Linked DNA regions of Rattus norvegicus: region 2 is linked to region 1. The links are chromatin contacts, called in public Hi-C maps. All regions are on one chromosome and are shown on one strand. Each heading gives the region's core, a stretch centred on a gene start, on an enhancer-like site or on the middle of the called end of the contact. The rest is flanking DNA. Distances are from core to core; before and after follow the strand shown. Region 1 holds the start of Rab43 (RAB43, member RAS oncogene family). Region 2 holds the start of Rpn1 (ribophorin I).

What was found. A called contact is a pair of places that touch in the nucleus more often than the background predicts.
Region 2: a Hi-C map of liver shows a contact between it and region 1, with 3 times the contacts expected there. The contact joins the promoter of Rpn1 here to the promoter of Rab43 in region 1. A contact is called at or near these places in 3 of 12 Hi-C or Micro-C datasets (the Rat2 cell line, liver and mammary epithelial cells).

Annotation. Positions count from the first base shown.
Region 1 is chr4:121,824,999-121,830,071 of GRCr8, forward strand. Rab43 (RAB43, member RAS oncogene family) reads right to left here and starts at 1,513. Exons shown (of 3, transcript NM_001024331.2): 1 at 1,207-1,513. The coding sequence starts at 1,404.
Region 2 is chr4:122,097,253-122,102,543 of GRCr8, forward strand. Rpn1 (ribophorin I) reads left to right here and starts at 3,724. Exons shown (of 10, transcript NM_013067.2): 1 at 3,724-4,025. The coding sequence starts at 3,768.

The DNA of each region.
Region 1 (5,073 bases), core at 263-2,762:
CGGTCCAGAACAACTCAACCTGCCTGCCTGCCTGCACTTGGCCCTTTTCCACCTCATGGAAACCAAAATATACTGAAACCCAAAAGGCCATTTAAAGCCTTGCAAGCAAATCTCTAGAGGCACAGTGGCCATAAAAATGACTGTTGACTTGCCTTTTTTTTTTCTACACGATGGGACAGGAGAGAGGCAACACCCAGAAATTATCCCAACTTTATAGAAACAAAGAGCTAAGTATCCCAGCCAAGGACAACAGAGAACAGGCCTACTGCCACCCAAATGAGCAGAGAGCCACAACAGCAACAGGGTGAAGAGGCTCCCATCCCCAGGCTTCACTTCCTGAAAACACAGGACAGCCCCCACCCAGTTCTCTTTAAAGCTGTCTTGAAGATCCTTGTGAACCTGAAACCATGAAAAGCGGCAAAGGATTTCTGTAGGGTGCGAATCAGGAAAGTTACTGAGGGCCTCTGTGCTCAAGAACAATGCTGTGTCCTGTCCAGGATGCTACCGTTTTAGGGAGGACAGACACCTAGGTTAAGAAACTTGATTTCATTCATCACAAATATTATTTATCAAATCATTGCCAGGACATTGTGGCAACCACATCCTGCTGTTTCTGCTGGGGTCATTGCCAAAGTTTGGTTCTCTCCCCCACCTTCCGGTATCTGTGATGAAGTTTTCGGTTTCTATCAACCCTTAGTCGGGGAGGCCCCCCACCCCCACCCTGTGCTGGCTGGCCCTGCTGGAGTCAAGTTCCACCACCAGGTCCATAAAAGAGACTGCGGGGAGGCGTGGTCAGGGAGGAAATTCTGACAAAAACTTTTGGACCTCCGGTCCTAGCAGCCACTACTTCCTGGTCCCTCCCGGTCACGGGGATGTCGTTATTTGGCTGAGTGCTCCCCAGAGGGCCGCGCAGGGAAGGGTCTCTCCCGGCATGCGTGGCGCTCACAGAACGGCCCGCAGGTTGCCTTCCACCGCAAGTTGTTTCGGAGTCCCCACGCTGTGAGCGCGGGGGGCGGGAGTGAGGTGCGGGCTTCCTCCTCCACGCACTGGCCCACTGTCACCATTCCCAGAGCCCACGGCGGTGCTTTCAGACCTGAACCCAGAGCGGACATCAAGGCCCAAACCCGTTCCGAAAGAAGGGGAAGCTGAAGGATTGGCCACGAACCGCCCGCCGGGAGCAAAGCAGCGGGCCGCGCCGCCTCCCACCTTGACCCGCTTGCCCTGGATCTCCAGCGTCTTCATGGTGAAGTCGACACCGATGGTGCTGCCCTGACGCGCGGAGAAGGCGCCGGTCTTGAAGCGCTGCACCACGCACGTCTTGCCCACGCTCGCGTCGCCCACTAACACCAGCTTGAACAGGAAATCGTAGTGTTCGTCCTGGTCTCCCGGGCCAGGGCCCGCCATAGCTCCACGGGAGTCCTGGGACCCAAGGGCCCGTCTTGGGCTTACGACAGCCGCGGGCCGAGGTCCCTGTGTTCTAGCCCGCTCCGCGCCGGGCTACGTGGAGCGGCCGCAGCACCTGAACGAGCTGCGCGGCGGACCGATCGACGGCCCCGCCCCGCTCCGGAGCCCCGCGGACTCGGCTCCGCCTGGGAGCGCACTGCCCGGCCCTCCGCAGAGCTTTCTGCCAGCCGTCGGTGCCGCGCCGGCCCAGGGCTACCTCAGGCCCGCTCTTGCGCCGCCTTCAGGGCGGGGCGAGCCTCCCTGATCCCCAGTACCGCCCATCTCCCGCCACTCCGCGTCTGGGTCCCGCCCCCAGGACCGCCCAGTTGCCCCCTCCCGTACCAACGCCTCCTATCCTGTCACTATAGTCCGGACTTCCCCCAGAAACCCTTTCTAGACTTCTCACCACCCCGACCCTTCTCCGAGCACCGCCCGCACCCCACCATAGCCAAAGCCTCCGACCCTTCCCTCGACACCACCCTGATCTCTCTCACTTCTCAGCACTTCACTAACCTGGACTTAAGCCTGATGCTGATCCGCTGTCAGAACTGCCTAGATCCTCTATTTGGTTCTGACCCCGCCCTTAACACCTCTCGCCCCGCCCTAATCCTCCAGAGCACGTCTTAGCTTGGACCTCGCCTAAGGCACTGCATCCAAGACGGAAATCCACCCGCACCTTTTCAGAGCCCTCGAGCTAACTCCTCCCTAACGCCTCTCAGCTCAGCTCTCCGTCCCTTCTCAACTCCGCCTCAGTCTGCTGCGCCCCATAGCAAGATGTGGCCCCTATTAGGTCAACAACTCTTTATTGCCAGTTCAACATTCCCTAACCTCCAGCCCTCCTCAACGGTGCCCACGTCCACCCCTCACTGGCCTGCCTCTGTCCCTCACCTGGCTCGAACCCAGTTAGAAGCAGGCAAGAGTCCTCGATAAGGTAGTTCTGGGATGAGGCAGAACCCCACCTCAATGTTCCCACTTCGGAGAATCGAAAGCCCTGGTGACACATAGCCAAGGCAACTTCCCTTAGGTGAAAAATGAAGACAAGAGGAAATGAAAATCCTTGAGGGTAGAATGGCCCAGAGTCCCATTTGGAAGAATGATAGGGCAGACAGACAGGAGTCCAGCCAAACCTGGGCTGGCTGGAAATTGGAGGTCAGGTACCAGCCAAACACCTGTACTTGAGAAGAGGCACAAGGAAACCCTGTGCCAACCAGCTCCTAAGTGTGGCCTGGGAAACCGGAGGTCAAAGAAGGGGGACCCAGTTATTGTAAGCAGTTTGAACTAGATCTAATAGGCCATCCCTAAAAATGAGAGAAAACTGAGAATATTGTAGCTTCTGTGGACAGCCCTTTAGGCCCTGCACAGTTGTTTGATTCAATCATTTTTAATAACAGCTGTTAAATCCATCCATGAACGAAAGACAAAATTCAAGACAAAACCCAAAACTTACCCAGTAAGGAAGGGGAAACTTAAAGAGACCAGAGAGAGCAAGTCCACTGACACCATGACCACAGGCCCTGTGACCAGCCTCACTGGCCAAGTAGATGAAAGGTGAAGGCTTGGAGAAAGGAGAAAAGTTGTATGTTCTGAAACAGTGGGAACTCCATGGCCATGAGAAATGCCCAGCAGGTGCAGCCAGGACCCCTAGAGTGCTGTGCAGAGGAATTCCAAGAGCCATCATGCTTTGCACACTTGTGGTAATGGAGAACTGCAACCTCAAGAAAACGCTTCCATCCCAAGATGAGCACTGAATCATAGTGGTTTCCTCCCTGAAGCTGACATGGGGTGGGAAATACCCCTCAGCCAGGCCTAGCTCACAGGAAGGGAAAAAGCCAGGAGAGGCTTGGGAAAGCAGGAAGGGTAGTTAGTCATGACTCGATGGCCTCTACTCTGCCCTGGGCTGGAATTGGTGTAGGAAGGAAGGTATTTTGGTTTGGATGTGTGTTTTGTCAGCAAAAGCCAATCCACCACTTTCATTTATGGAGTGCTAAGACATTTTAAAATTAGGCTGTGAAACTAGGTGTGGTAGTAAACACCTGTAATCCCAGCAATTGGGAGACTGAGGCAGGAGGGTTGCCTTCAGTTCAAGGACAATTTGGTCTATATAGTAGCAGGCTGGTCAGGGATATACAGAAGACATTAACTCAGAAAACAAAAACAGTGTACCCATGGTGAGGGCTGCGTAACTCAGAAAATGTATTAAAGCCATTAAAATGGGAGCCGACACCCACCTGTAATGAGATCCGATGTCCTTTCTGGGATGTCTGAAGATAGCTACAGTGTACTCATATAATAGATCTTTAAAAAGGAATGGGAGCTGAGGAGATGGCTCAGTGGATAAAATGCTCGCTGTGAAGGCATGAGGGCCCAAGTTCAGATTTCCAGCAGCTGTGTAACGTGTCTGGTATGGAGGTGTACACCTGTAGCCACAGGCAGAGAAAACACAGATGCATCCTAGAGGCATGGTGGCCAGCCAGCCTAGCCAGGCAAGCTCCAAGCTCAAATGAGACCTTGTCTTAAAAAAGAAGACAGAAAACGAGGAAGGTAGAGGACACTCAGCATCAACTCTGGCCTGTGTGTGAGTGTAAGCACAAGCACCTCCCAACACACACACACACACACACACACACACACACACAGAGTAAGATGTATACTTTCAAAGAGCATTTTCTATGCTGTGTAAATCACACCTTGACAAATCTGCAAGTCCTTTCTTTTGGTAGTGTATTTTTTTTAAAAACAGCGGGTGTTTTTTAAATGTATTATGCTTGTTTGAGATAGGGCAGTTTAAGAATATGTATTCAATAAACTACTTTTCCTATAGAAATACTCTTATTTTGATAGCAAATTTTAAAATAATACAAGTCTCAAATTTAAGCAAGCCAAAGATTTAACATTTTTAAAAATATTTTGGGGGTTGGGGATTTAGCTTAGTGGTAGAGCGCTTGCCTAGGAAGCGCAAGGCCCTGGGTTCGGTCCCCAGCTCCGAAAAAAAGAACCAAAAAAAAAAAAAAAAAAAAAGATTGTTTTTTTATTCATGTGTATGTCTAGATGCCACATGTGTACAGGTACCTGCAGAGACCAGAAGAGGGCACTGGATACCATGGAGTTGGAATCGTAAGTGCGTGTGAACTGAGAACCAAACTCCTGACCTCTGGAAGAGTAGCAAGTGAGCTTAACTACTAAACCATTAAGCTATATCTCAAGCCCCGGGCCACCCCCCTCCTCCTTTTTTAAGATTTATTTATTTAGCTGGGCGGTAGTGCTTTAATCCCAGCACTTGAGAGGCAGGAGCAGCGAATCTCTAAGTTCAAGTCCAGCCTGGTCTACAGAGCAAGTTCCAGAACAGCCTGAGCTACACAGATAATGTGTCTGGGGGTTGGGGGTGCAGAGTAAAAAATGTAATAATTTATAAGGGCAGATGAGATGGCTCACCCTTATAAGCCCCCAATAAAAACAGGAATGGAAAAAGCAATACAAAGATGACCATATACCAACCATGACCCCCCTGTGTCCTTAATATAGAATGGTTGCTGCAAAATATTAGAGAAATAAATGCAAAATTAAAGCAGAGGCCCTGGAGCAGCGGGGACCTTGGTGACCTAGGGTGCGGCTGGCCAAGGCATGCAGTAT
Region 2 (5,291 bases), core at 2,474-4,973, 270 kb after region 1:
AGCTGAACTAGGAGGTGGGGCTATGCTACGCATATAATCAAAGAAGCAGAAGCAGGGTTTATAGTACACAGCTGGATCAAGGGGATGGGTTTGACTGATCTTGGCAGAAACAATCTCTGTAGGGGAGCCGTCTTCAGGCTATAGGTATCCAGGGGGAGAAGGCTATCATGGACATTTTCTGCACACAATGGTAATACTAGCTCTCAGTTCCCCAAGGAAGGCTTTGCCATCTGTCTGGATCTGAGGCTATGGGGTCCTTGACATGTCCATGCCCACATTGACAGCACGCATTCACTCATGACTTCGTTTACACAGGGCTTTCTCAGCCGCCCTTCACCTTTCAACCACAGCATGACTCAATGTCCCTAATGGTGTAGTAGTGGTACTCCCATCTCGGCAGTAACCAACAACTGACTAACCGGCTCACCCAACAGGAGGGAAATCATGCCTAGTAATGGGAAACTGCCCAACGTACATGCCAACAGACCAATCTGATGGGACAATTTCCCCAGGTAACTTTCGCTGTGTCAAACTGACAGAAACTAACCAGCACACAACCTCCATCTTGGCACCCGTGGTGGGCGGTGGAACTGTGAGAGGTGGGCATTCTTAAAACCATGGGGAAAACACCCTCAAAGGTGATACTGGAGCCCCAGTCCCTCCTCTTCTCTCTTCTCCCCTGGCTATAAAAAGTGATCAGGTTTGCTGTATCATAATGGATTGCCACAAAGTCAAAGCAAAAGGACTAACCAATCATGGACTGAAACCTGTGAGACCTGTAAGTCACGTGAACTTTTAAACTTATCATATAAGCTGTGCTGGCCTTGCTTATTTATCGACGCCAACGTTGGGATGTAGCTCATGCCTTGTTCGTATGAGACAGATGCTATCTCACTGTGCTGTCTTGGATGTTCTGTAGGCACACCTATTCGGGGTCTTCTGGTTATTTTTCCACTGCATAGTGGATTGTTTTCTTATTGTTGTATTTTTTGATTGTTTTGGGTGCAATTCTTCTGTTTGATGCGTTCCATTTTTTTTTTTAAAGATTTATTTACTATATATAAGTACATTGTCATTGTCTTTAGACACACCAGAAGAGGGCATCTGACCTCATTACAAAGGGTTGTGAGCCACCATGTGGTTGCTGGGAATTGAACTCAGGACCTCTGGAAGAGCAATCAGTGCTCTTAACTGCTGAGCCATCCCTCCAGCCCCGTGTTCCATTTTTTTTGACTTCCATTCTGCAAGTAGGCTAGACTGGAGAGCAAACAAATCTACCTGTGTCTGCCTCCCCACTGGTGGTATTGCAAGGGTATATCACTGTCCCTGGCTTTTTTTTTTTTTATGAGTTCTGGGGATCAAATTCAGGTTTTTATGCTTGAGTGGCAAGAATTTTACTGACTGAGCTATCTACCTAGTTACCCTCTTAACACTCTCAATAATGATTTTGTTATTTTCAAATATTTTTTAATTGTGTCTGGGTGTGTTGTCTGCATAAATGTCCGAGCAGCACATTCCAGAAATGTGAGTGGAGTCCAGAAGAGAACATTAGATCCTCTGGAACTGGACTTGGTGTTGTGAGAAGCCATGCAGGTTCTAGGAATTGAACCTTGGTCCTCTATAAGAGCATCCAGTGCTCTTAACTGCTAAGTCCTCTCTCCAACCACCTAACTTTATAATTTTTAAGTTTGGAAGAGTTGAGCAAATTCTGGTTTTGGATGTTATTTTAAATGGCTGCTGTATTGCCTCTGCTATCCTCAGCAGAGCTTTGCCCTGGTGAATGTGGTAATAGAGCAGCCATACTTCTTATTGTTGTTGTTGTTGTTGTTACATTGAAGCAAACATTCTATGCTGGTCCTGGATTTGCTGTATTCTTTCCTCCCAAGTACTGGAGGGTTACAGGCATGTACCACTACAACCAGGTATCATTAAAAGAAAAGATTTATGTTTAAATTTGTATTTATGTGTGCGTGGTGTGTATGTGTGTGTGTGTGTGTGTGTGTGTGTGTGTGTGTGAGAGAGAGAGAGAGAGAGAGAGAGAGAGAGAGAGAGAGAAACAGAGACACAGAGAGACAAAGACAGACAAAAATTGAGGCAGAGGAACAGTACATCTGTGTATCAATGCTTGTGGAGGTCAGAAGAGGGCATCAGATCCTGGTCCTTGAGTGACAGGCAGGTCCTTTGGCAGAGCAGCACATTCTCCTAACCACTGAGCCATCTCTCCATACATAATGTATGTACTAGTGTGCAAACAATAAGTAGTTTTGTTTTGTGGGTTATACGGTCTGTTTCACCACTACATTCTGTTCCTGCTATGGTGTGAATGCAATCATAAGCTACAGGCAAATGAATGTAGCTATGTTCCAATAAAACTTTATAGAGAGAGACAGATTGTTGGCCTGCAGGTGCTAATTTCCTGACTTCTTCTCTGTAGGGAGGAGCATGTCCTTCCCTCCGCTCTCTCATTAGCCAGTGTCAGTGTTTGAATATTTCCATCTCCTTCCAAAATTTTTTTTTCTTTTTTTTTTTTTCGGAGCTGGGGACCGAACCCAGGGCCTTGCGCTTGCTAGGCAAGCGCTCTACCACTGAGCTAAATCCCCAACCCCCAAAATTTACCTTTAAATTACATCCTTCAAGCAACAATATTGGGACATGTTCATTAGATCAGAATTGATAAGAGGCAACACGGAAATGAAAGAGGTGACAGATCTCTACCAAGGCCTTATTGCCCTTAGTCAGAGCGAATGAAGGAGCAGCAGTCTCCTTTTGTGAGTGGAGACTGTACACCACAATCGTGCAGGGGGCTTCGAGATTTTATAGGGTTGAAACGGGACTTTAGGGGAGCAAAGTTTTATCAGTAGATTTTTCTTTATCATTATTATCATCATTGTTGTTGTTGTTTTTAAATGGTTTCAAGGCCCAATAATGCCAGTAGATGTTCTCTTTGCTACATTATTTTTCTTATCAGGTGTTATCAGTATACCGACTAGAGTTTTTCCACTAGCTTGAAGTTCATTTGTTTTAGGTCATTAATTCTTCAGTGTGACTTTGGGAGAGACAGCACTAGAGGAATCCATCTGCAAGAAGCCTTTGTAAAAGGTCTTGCCGCAGAGAGACCCTTTCCTGCCTTTCTGTCATATGACGATATGCGATTCCTTCTTTAGACAATGCAATGCCAAAGTTCCATCTTGGTAGTAAAGAGCAGCCCTCACCTGACAGCTTAGTCCTGCCAGTAACTTCACCTTGGACTTCTACAATTGTGCTAAGTGCCAACAGATACTTGATGTTAATATCATCAGCCTTGGTTAGTTGCTTAAGGTTTCTGCCATCGCTCATATTAAAAATTGAACTAAATATTAGGGGAGAGACTTGAATCTTTGGAAATTTCCCGTTTTTCTTTAAACTTTTGCCCACTTAGTATTCATATCAATGTAGAGAAGGCAAACTTATTTCCTTAGACTAAGCTGTTTCTGAGCGGAGAGGCCATTTTTTTTTTTTTTTTTTTTTTGCATAAGCATGAAGGAAACAGGAGATAAGGAAGGACGACTACCACAGAAATCACTGGTGAGTCTAGCTAATAAGCGCTCAAAGACGTGTGCCTGCGCTTTAAGATTTTTCAATCAGGCGCCCCATGGGCGCCCGGTTGCCTTGGAGACGGGGTCCTTCCTGACCCGGCCCAGCCATCTTGTGGTGCTGTTGGCCAATCAACGGTTGCGCCGTGGCGGGGGGGGGGCGGGGCGCGTGTCGGTGGCGCTCAGCTCGCGGTCATGGAGGCGCCGATCGTCTTGCTGCTGCTGCTATGGCTCGGGGCCTTGGCCCCGACGCCCGGCAGCGCCTCTTCGGAGGCTCCGCCGCTGGTCAACGAGGACGTGAAGCGCACGGTGGACCTGAGCAGCCACCTAGCCAAGGTGACGGCTGAGGTGGTCCTGGCGCACCCGGGCGGCGGCTCTACAGCACGAGCCAGCTCTTTCGTTCTGGCCCTGGAGCCCGAACTGGAGTCGCGACTTGCACACCTAGGCGTGCAGGTGAGCGGAGGGAGGAGCCGGCGAACCTCACGCAGGATGCCTGAGGAGACCGGAGATCCCTGGGGAGGTCGGGACGGGGCGGGGAAGTTATGGCGTTAGGGATCCACTAGGCGTCTGGTTGTCTGAAAGGTAGGTGTGGAGGGGACAGCGGAGAGGTCCGCCGTTCCTCCTGTCCGCGTGTCCTATCGGACACGTCAGCAGAAGCTTCCGAGCGTCGGGCGCCGCCCACGTGGCAGCTCCGGAGCTCCAGGCGACCCCTTGGTCTCCTGAAGACCTTCTTCCACACCTCAGGAGGGTCTTGGCTATGGCGGTACTTCGGGTACCTAGCTTCTTTTCTGTCCCCTGGACATGATCGTCTGAGGACTATCAGAGAGTTAAGACAGATCAATTCTTGAATGCAGTTGACTGGAGTAGTCTGTTCTCTCTAGATAGCAACAGCGTTCAAGCTGGTTTCTGGTATCAAAGTTTGTCATTTCTCACACCCGGTTAATGTGACACTCCTCTGAAAGCTGCTGCTTAACGCTTTCTTAATGTTCAGACTTCTTGAGTTAGTTTGAAGAGTCAGCCCCCTATGCTGTGCATAGGGGTGCAGCCCAGGTCTCTTCCTTTCCACCGCCTCTCATCGGAACACCTCAGCATTTACCCTTGTGTGCATTTACACCTTTTAGGGAAAGAAATCGTTGGCTTTGGGAATAGAGGGAATATCCACACAGGTTACTTTTTATTACTGTTCTCATTAACTATATTCATTAAGTGATTACCCAATTTATTAGGAGACTGGTCATTACAGTATCACATTTCAAAGTACAGGTTCTTTTAACTGCGGAGCTATAAAGCTGGACTTCAAATAGTCACCGACCTGTCTCCTGTCCCCTTTACATTGAAACCTTGTTCATGCTGAAGCATGGCTTTCCTCAAATACTTCTGGAAAGACATTTAATTTGCAGTTCTACCCGTGAGTGTTTTGGATGTTCAGTTCTGTTTTGTGAAAACCAGTCATGACTTAATGAGGTCACAGTATAATCAGATCACAGCAGATGCTTGTCACCCTGCTGTCCTGGTGTAAAATACATACAGATTGGGTCTCTTCACATGGCTCAGAGCATCCAAGTTCAATTCCACAGCCATCTGTAACTCCCGTTTCAGGGTGCACAGACATGGAAACAAACACCCATGAGCATTAAAAAGAAAAGATTAGGAAAAGAGAAGGCTGTGGCAGGTATTTTAGGCCCATTCTCCACCCTTACAGCAACCTTTTGAGGTACA